2 separate regions of the Sus scrofa genome follow, and region 2 is linked to region 1. Evidence: chromatin contacts called from public Hi-C data. All regions are on one chromosome and are shown on one strand. The core of a region is the stretch at or near the end of the contact, and the rest is flanking DNA. Distances in the headings are between cores, read along the strand shown. Region 1 holds the start of ALDH9A1 (4-trimethylaminobutyraldehyde dehydrogenase). Region 2 has its middle 31 kb from the start of MIR9849.

What was found. A called contact is a pair of places that touch in the nucleus more often than the background predicts.
Region 2: a contact with region 1 is called in a Hi-C map of skeletal muscle, with 6 times the contacts expected there. The contact joins the enhancer-like site here to the promoter of ALDH9A1 in region 1. A contact is called at or near these places in 2 of 5 promoter capture datasets (fetal liver and liver) and 5 of 47 Hi-C or Micro-C datasets (mesenteric adipose tissue, omental adipose tissue, skeletal muscle and 2 more).

The regions. Positions count from the first base shown.
Region 1 is chr4:85,028,186-85,031,477 of Sscrofa11.1, reverse strand. It overlaps ALDH9A1 (4-trimethylaminobutyraldehyde dehydrogenase), which reads right to left and starts at 1,564. Exons shown (of 11, transcript XM_021089487.1): 1 at 1,408-1,564. The coding sequence starts at 1,471.
Region 2 is chr4:85,363,651-85,367,088 of Sscrofa11.1, reverse strand. No RefSeq gene overlaps it. Among named protein-coding and RNA genes, the nearest start is that of MIR9849, 31 kb to the right of the region's middle. Within about 2 kb of position 2,023, at least 19 of the 83 cell types and tissues checked have an H3K27ac peak or open chromatin away from gene starts, as enhancers often do. A contact at or near this core is called in skeletal muscle and subcutaneous adipose tissue, where this site is marked.

The sequences.
Region 1 (3,292 bases), core at 315-2,814:
AAACCTAGAACTCTGCTTTTTCCCAGAGATCTGACAAACCTGCAATTTGTTACAAATTTGAATAGCCAATTGGTAACGGCAGTGGCTAAAGATCTCACACAACTGTAGGGGATTAATATAAAGAGCAATTGTTCTTTCTTTTGCATCAACATGGAGGTGGGGGTCAAGAGGCTGTTTCCTCCTACCTAAAGGAGACCCTGATGATGTCTGCGACCCCTTCCTGCTGGCAAGTCAGCGCTCTGCGCTTCAGTGTAATTGGTCAAACCTAAATTCCCCAGGCCTTTGAAATCCAGTTTTAAATCTCTCTGGCTACATGCCATTCCGGTTTGCGCAAACATTTACATTTCTCTCCCCATAAATATTCCATAAAACCCAGCAAAACAAACACAAAACAAAACCTCTCATTTGCTTTGTGATCTGAGGCCTGGCACAGTGCTTGGCACACATTAATCACTGGATAGAAGCAAGATTTCGTCCCCTCTTCTCAGTTCCGATTTATGTTCAGAAACGTTTTAACACTAGGAGATGGCAACAAAGTCCTCAGTCTTGCTCATTAGAATCATTTGTGCGAGCACCTCCATTTTGGCACGTGTTTCTTTTCACCCCCGTCCTTCTAGAACTCCTCTACTAAGGGCACCGCGGAAGACAGAACTGCAGTCCCAGCTTTAAAGGGTAATAATTAACAAAGACACCACCTCACGCACCTTTGTGGGCTCTCTGTTCAGGCCGTTGTAAAATTACCCATGACCCCGCCGCGCAACTCACCAGCTTTTCCAGTTTCCTAGACTCCCTTCCTGTCCGGGTGCAGATGCACTCGTGTTTGCACAGCAGCGTTAGCTGCAGGCACACACATACAACTTTATACTCTACACCGTCAAGTGTCTGTGGTCAATAAACGTTTGCTGAACGCACCGAATGAAGGTTCAGGGCCTAGAACAGGCGCACCCCTCAGGCGGGGGAGCGTCAACCCCCGCCCGACCCTGCCCCTAACCCAGCCCGCATGGCGTCTGCAGCCTGGCCACCCAGGCCCTGGCAGCCTGATCTCCGTCCAGTTACCGGTTGCCGGCTCGAACGCCTTCTCGGTGCCGGAGGCGTCCACCGGATCCACGCGGGCCCCGCCGCGGTAATTAAGTGGCTGTGACACGATGAAGGTGCCAGTGCTCATCGCAGCGACCGGAGCAGGCCGGAGAGTGCGGAGAAGCGGAGAGAGAACGGCTAGGCCAGCTCGGAGAAACACGCGAGGGAGGCGTGGGCACCAGTTAAGGGGCCGAGGGGAGGGGCAGGGCTTTGGGGGCGGGACCGAGAGACGGAAGGGGCTAGGGGCGGGGCCGTGGGAGGGGCAGGCCGCTCGAGGGCAGAGCTCGCGGAGGGGGCTGAGGGGCGTGGCAGGGCTAGGACTAGAGTTACCCGGTCTCCTGGCAAGAGCCCGACCTTCCAGGGCGGAGTTTGGGAGGCTTTTGGGGACCTTCATTTGGGGCTCCTCCGTGGTGCAGGTCCGGTCCTCGCACAGCCGAAAGGATGCGTGACAACCAGAGCCTTACGCTCACTGACACATGCACAGACGCACGCGCGCTTTCTCTCCCTCGCTCACTTTCACTTTCTTCTTCCAGATCAGTATTTGGAACCAGAGTTTTCTGGTACATCACTGCATGTACTCATCCTTAAGATCCTACTCCTGATCCTTTCGACTAAAGAAAATGAAGAATTGGCGTGCTAGGAATTTTACTTTGGTTACTTCACTCTTAAGCCGCCATTTCTTTATATACATAATAGGACTTTTTAAAAGTTATTGTGAAAATGCAAACGAAGCATTCATTCAGGTTCCCTGCCTGGAATGTACATGATGTTCAGTAAATGATCTGAGCACTTATTATTTGCTAAGCATCGCTCTAAGGCTCCTTATGAATGTATTAAAATTACTTAATATTGTCTCTTTTTTTGTTGTTTTGTCTTTTGCCTTTTTGAGGGCAGCACCCACGGCATATGGAAGTTCCCAGGCTAGGGGTCTAAACGGAGCTGTTGCTGCTGGCCTACGCCAGAGCCACAGCAACATCTGATCCCAGCCGCACCTGCAAACCACACCACAGCTCACGGCAACACCGGATCCTTAACCCACTGAGCGAGGCCAGGGATGAACCCACAACCTTAAGGTTCCTAGTCAGATTCATTTAGGCTGAGCCTGTATGGGAACTCCTAAGTCTTTTTTTTTAAAAAGTTATGGTAAAGACCAAGGGAAGGACTGTCAAAGAAACATACAATATTGTCGTGTGAAACTGCTTTTTAAATTCTAAAAGAGCTGTGTGAATGCTATCGATGACAAATAGCACAAACAAAAACATAATAGTTTATAAAAACCAAAGGCCTCATGAGAAGGTATGAGGAAAAAAGACACTCTGTACAGCCACTTGGAGGGACTCGCAAGATCGTGTCAGCTAAGGGAGCTTACACAAAAGCAATCCTGTTCTTTCTTCAGACTGCACTCCCATGCATATGCTGCAAAGACTTCATGAACAGAAATTAATTGGCCATTTTTACATTCCATGATTTCCTGCAGGCATGTTTCTCTCCTAGGGGCTGCAGTCTTTCTCAATGTTCTTTTCTTTTCCTTTTATTTCCAACATGATATTAGGGAGGGTGATTTTCAGGTTTAAAATAGAAATAAATGACACTGGTCAGCTTTTCCAGAACCCTATGCCAATTTGTTAACCCTCTCAATGCTATGAGATTTGTAGGCCTTTGTCCTGTTGGGGAGATGGCTCAGATCTTCAGTGTCAGAAAATGAGACACGTGAACACGGGGAGATCTAGACAAGGTTCTCTACTTCTGCAGAAGGGTGCGGGTACTCAAAAAGCAGGGGCAAAGAGGAAAAGACCCTCCCTATTTATCCCTATCACAGGTGATGTATCTGTCCCCTTCCCATTGGTCAGGTCAGGGTGCACATTCTTCTCCATTGGCTAACCTGAAACAATTGTTCCTGGGAGAGGAGGGAAAGAGGAGGGGGGTGTCCCAGGAAGGCGTTTCAGCCAAAACCCCCAGCAAAATGGAGTAACCAAGATTTCCTTTGATAGAAAAGACATTATGTTACTTTCTACAGTCCTCAAATGGAAAGAGCATTATTCAAATTTAAAACAACCTGGGACCAAACTCAGCTACTACCTTTGTTATTGTTAGAGGTTAGAAGCAGACTTGAAACATATCATGAGTTGGTGAGGAGCAAAGTAGATTTCCAGGATCACTGGAGCAAGGATGGTCACTTGTGTGTACAGAGACCATACATCTCAAGGTTTTTATC
Region 2 (3,438 bases), core at 774-3,273, 340 kb before region 1:
GTGTGGTCATAAAAAGAGAAAGAGAGAGAAAGACAATTCAGAGAAAAGTTTCACCTGACTGTGCAACACACTGACAAAATTACTCATGGGACCAAATGCTAGGAAGGCTGTGCAGAAAAAGGCCACTCAAGCCATGGTGGTAGCATATATCACTGACAGTCATTTAGGGAGATGAGTATGCGGTTATTCTGCAATTGAGCAAGTCCTACTCCTGGGACACACCCCAGAGAAACTCCCAGACAGGTAAATAAGGAGACTCCAGCAAGAGTGTCTGTAATGGGAAAGAATTCCAGGCCACCGAGCATTTTACTGAACTAGAATGCAGCAATGAGAAGGAGCTGGCTAGAGTTACACAGAACCTCATGGATGGATCTCAAAACACAAAGCCATGTAAAACAAAGAAAAATGAATCAATAGGAGATTAATAGCAAAAAAAAAAAATCATTCAGGTGCTTTTTTTTTTTTTTTTTTTTTTTTTTTTTGCTTCTTAGGGCTGCCCCTGCGGTATACGGAGATTCCCAGGCTAGGGGTCTAATAGGAGCTACAGCTGCCAGCCTTAGCCACAGCCACAGCAATGACAGATCTGAGCCGTATCTGCAACCTACACCACAGTTCATGGCAACGCCAGATCCTTTAACCCACTGAGGGAGGCCAGGGTTCAAACCCGCAACCTCATGTTTCCTAGTCAGATCATTTCCACTGCGCCATGATGGGAACTCCCCTTTAGGTACATTTTTTAAATGGACAAAACAATACTACATAATTCCCACAGATGTCATATGTAGATACAACAAATGGAAAGTGGATTTTTGAAAACTTACCAGAAATACATAAGAAAAGGGTGCCTTTGGGAGGATTTTGATCTTAGCAGATAAAGGGGAAAAAGAAACAACAGAGGTGCCTTGAGTGGTCTTCTTTGCCATCAGCTGAGAAAGATAAACTCGATTCAGTCCACTGGGGTTAGAAACCAGCTGTAAAGCTCTATCCTTTGATAGAACATTAAAACCATAGCAGGTGCAGGTGTTCAATGTAACAATTTTTTAATCTTGTAACAATGTAACAATGTTTTATCCTTTCTATAGAATAAGATTTTTCAGAGTTTTTTTATGGAATCAGTGATAAGAGCCCCTGCTTCTTCATAAGATCATGAAATAGAATATCCATTTCTAAAGGCATTGATTCAGTGAGGTAGAAGGAAGCTTAGGGATCATCTAGTTAGAATCTTTGACTTTGCCGAGGAGGGATCTGAGGTCCTGAGGGGACAAGTGAGTGCCAAGGTCAGACAAGGAGCCTGTTGCCTGACCATAAGGGGACCTCGATCCGACTCCTAAGCCTCTGCTCTTTCCAACAGGTACCCTGACCTTCGCACTGCCTCCTCCAAGCACTTCATATTGCTCTGAAGGCCCATAACCGGCTCTGTGCATTTGGGAAGGGCTGCACTTCTACACTCTACACTGCAACCAGCTCACAGCCTTTACAGAACAGACCTGAAAACACAGTCCCATTGAAAACTCACATTCAGTTACTCTCAGAATGCAATTGCCAGTGTTGCTGTGGGAATGTCCAGTTGATACACTGAATAGTAACTGGCTTTTCACCAGCCCTGATGTGGCCTTGTCCTTGGACTTCATGTATAATACTGGTAGTTTAGCAGTTACAGGTCTGTTCTCCCTTTACCAGAAGACAGTTCCTTCCTAGCCTAGGCCGGTTCCTAAGCTTTCTCCATGAGACTGTCCATTCTTTCTCCTTTGAGATTCTTTTTCTGAGCCCATTTACTCAGAAGCTAAACCTCCATTGACTGTCTGTTTGACCTTCTGAGTCCATTTGAGGTTCATTTTTCAAACTTTTTTTTCCATTAAAAAATACCCCCCTTCCCGGAAGCCGCTTTCCCTGGGAAGGTGGCTGTGATGCCCCGAACGGCCAGCAGAGGGCGCCCATGCCTAACAATCTTGGCACCAAGCGTCCAGCTGGGGCTGGGCGCCTAGCAAGTATCCCGCAGCTGCGCTGACCTCGAGGATCCTGCCCTGGGGGCCTGGACCGGGGCCAGCTCAGCGTGGTCGTAGATGGCTGTGTGCTCCAGCACGGTCACGGGAGACATGTCCATGGCGGGCGCGGGGGGGGGTTGTGGGGGGGGGTGAAAGCTGCTCTTCCCTGGCTGGGAAAGAGCTCGGTCTCTTCACAAGCTAGCAGAGGCTCCTTTCCCAGATCCGTCTTCCCTGCCTGCCTTGGGGAAAGGGGCGGGGGGGGGGGGGGAGTGTTTTCTATTCTACTCCCGGCTCAGTCCCTCCCAGGAACGCCCTAAATTAATCCTGTATAAAGGGCCCCAGCCTTTCTAGGGGGCGGGGCGGGGGGCAGGGCCGCGGAGAGAATTTTTGGTTTATTGCCCGAAGCCTTGAGATCACTTAGGCGAAGGATCCTCCAGGGCCTGAGCTCCACTGTTTTGAATTACATCAGTGGTGACAAATTAGCACTCACAGAGGGTATATTTGATTTTTTTTTTTTTTTTTTGGAAGCAGCCAAAAAATCATTCAGAGTCAAATCTATTAAATAAGAGATGAAATATAGCTAGAGGGTATGAAAGTACAGAGCCCAGGATGCAGTGTATAGTGGGTTCTGGGTAGAAGGAGTGATGTAAATCTGGATCTGCGGGTAGTTATTGCAGTTTTTGTTATTTAATGAGTTGTTGATATAGAACCACTAGACCATTTTTCTTAGGTGGCCTTAACCAGCTCTGAAGACAAATGTAAAAGAGAACAATCCAAAAAAAATACCATTGCAGCAAAAGTCTTGAGGATTCCAAAGGTAAATGTGATTTATTTGCCCAAGTTCCACATTTTTTTTAAAGAAAACCCTTCCTTATTATTTTATATTTGCTTATTGTAGATATCAGTCTCTTAATCTGTGCATATTTCTTGGGCATCAAATATAAAGGCAGTGCTGAAGATATAGGACCAGAGGTCCTGGAGTTCAGTGGCACTTGCTCTGCCTTGGCACTGAGGGTGGCTGAGGTCCTCATACTGCCCACCAAGGGGTCCTGGGACAAGTCAAGATCTCTAGAGTCTCAGTTTCTTCATCTTTAAAATGGAGATACCAATAGCTCCCTGCTTATTTCTCCAAGGCCGGGTTAGAGTCACAGATCTTTATGTGCTTTGTAAACTCCAAAGTGCTATAGATACATCATTTCTTGGTATTCTTGTGCTTTCTACTTTCTCAGGTACAAATTCCTTGAAGGTGAAGAACATGCCTCAATGTCTTTGGTCACTGCTTACTGTGCCCATGAAGAGTAACCCGGAAGACAGTGGGGATCTGATACCTTTTGCTAACAGTCTACCCAAGGCTGGTTTTCTGGTGCATGGCTCCTATGGGGAGGCTGCTGGGCTTGCTGTTCTACTTGCAAAGGGCTACCATCTATTGGGAATGAAGCCAAAGTTACCAATC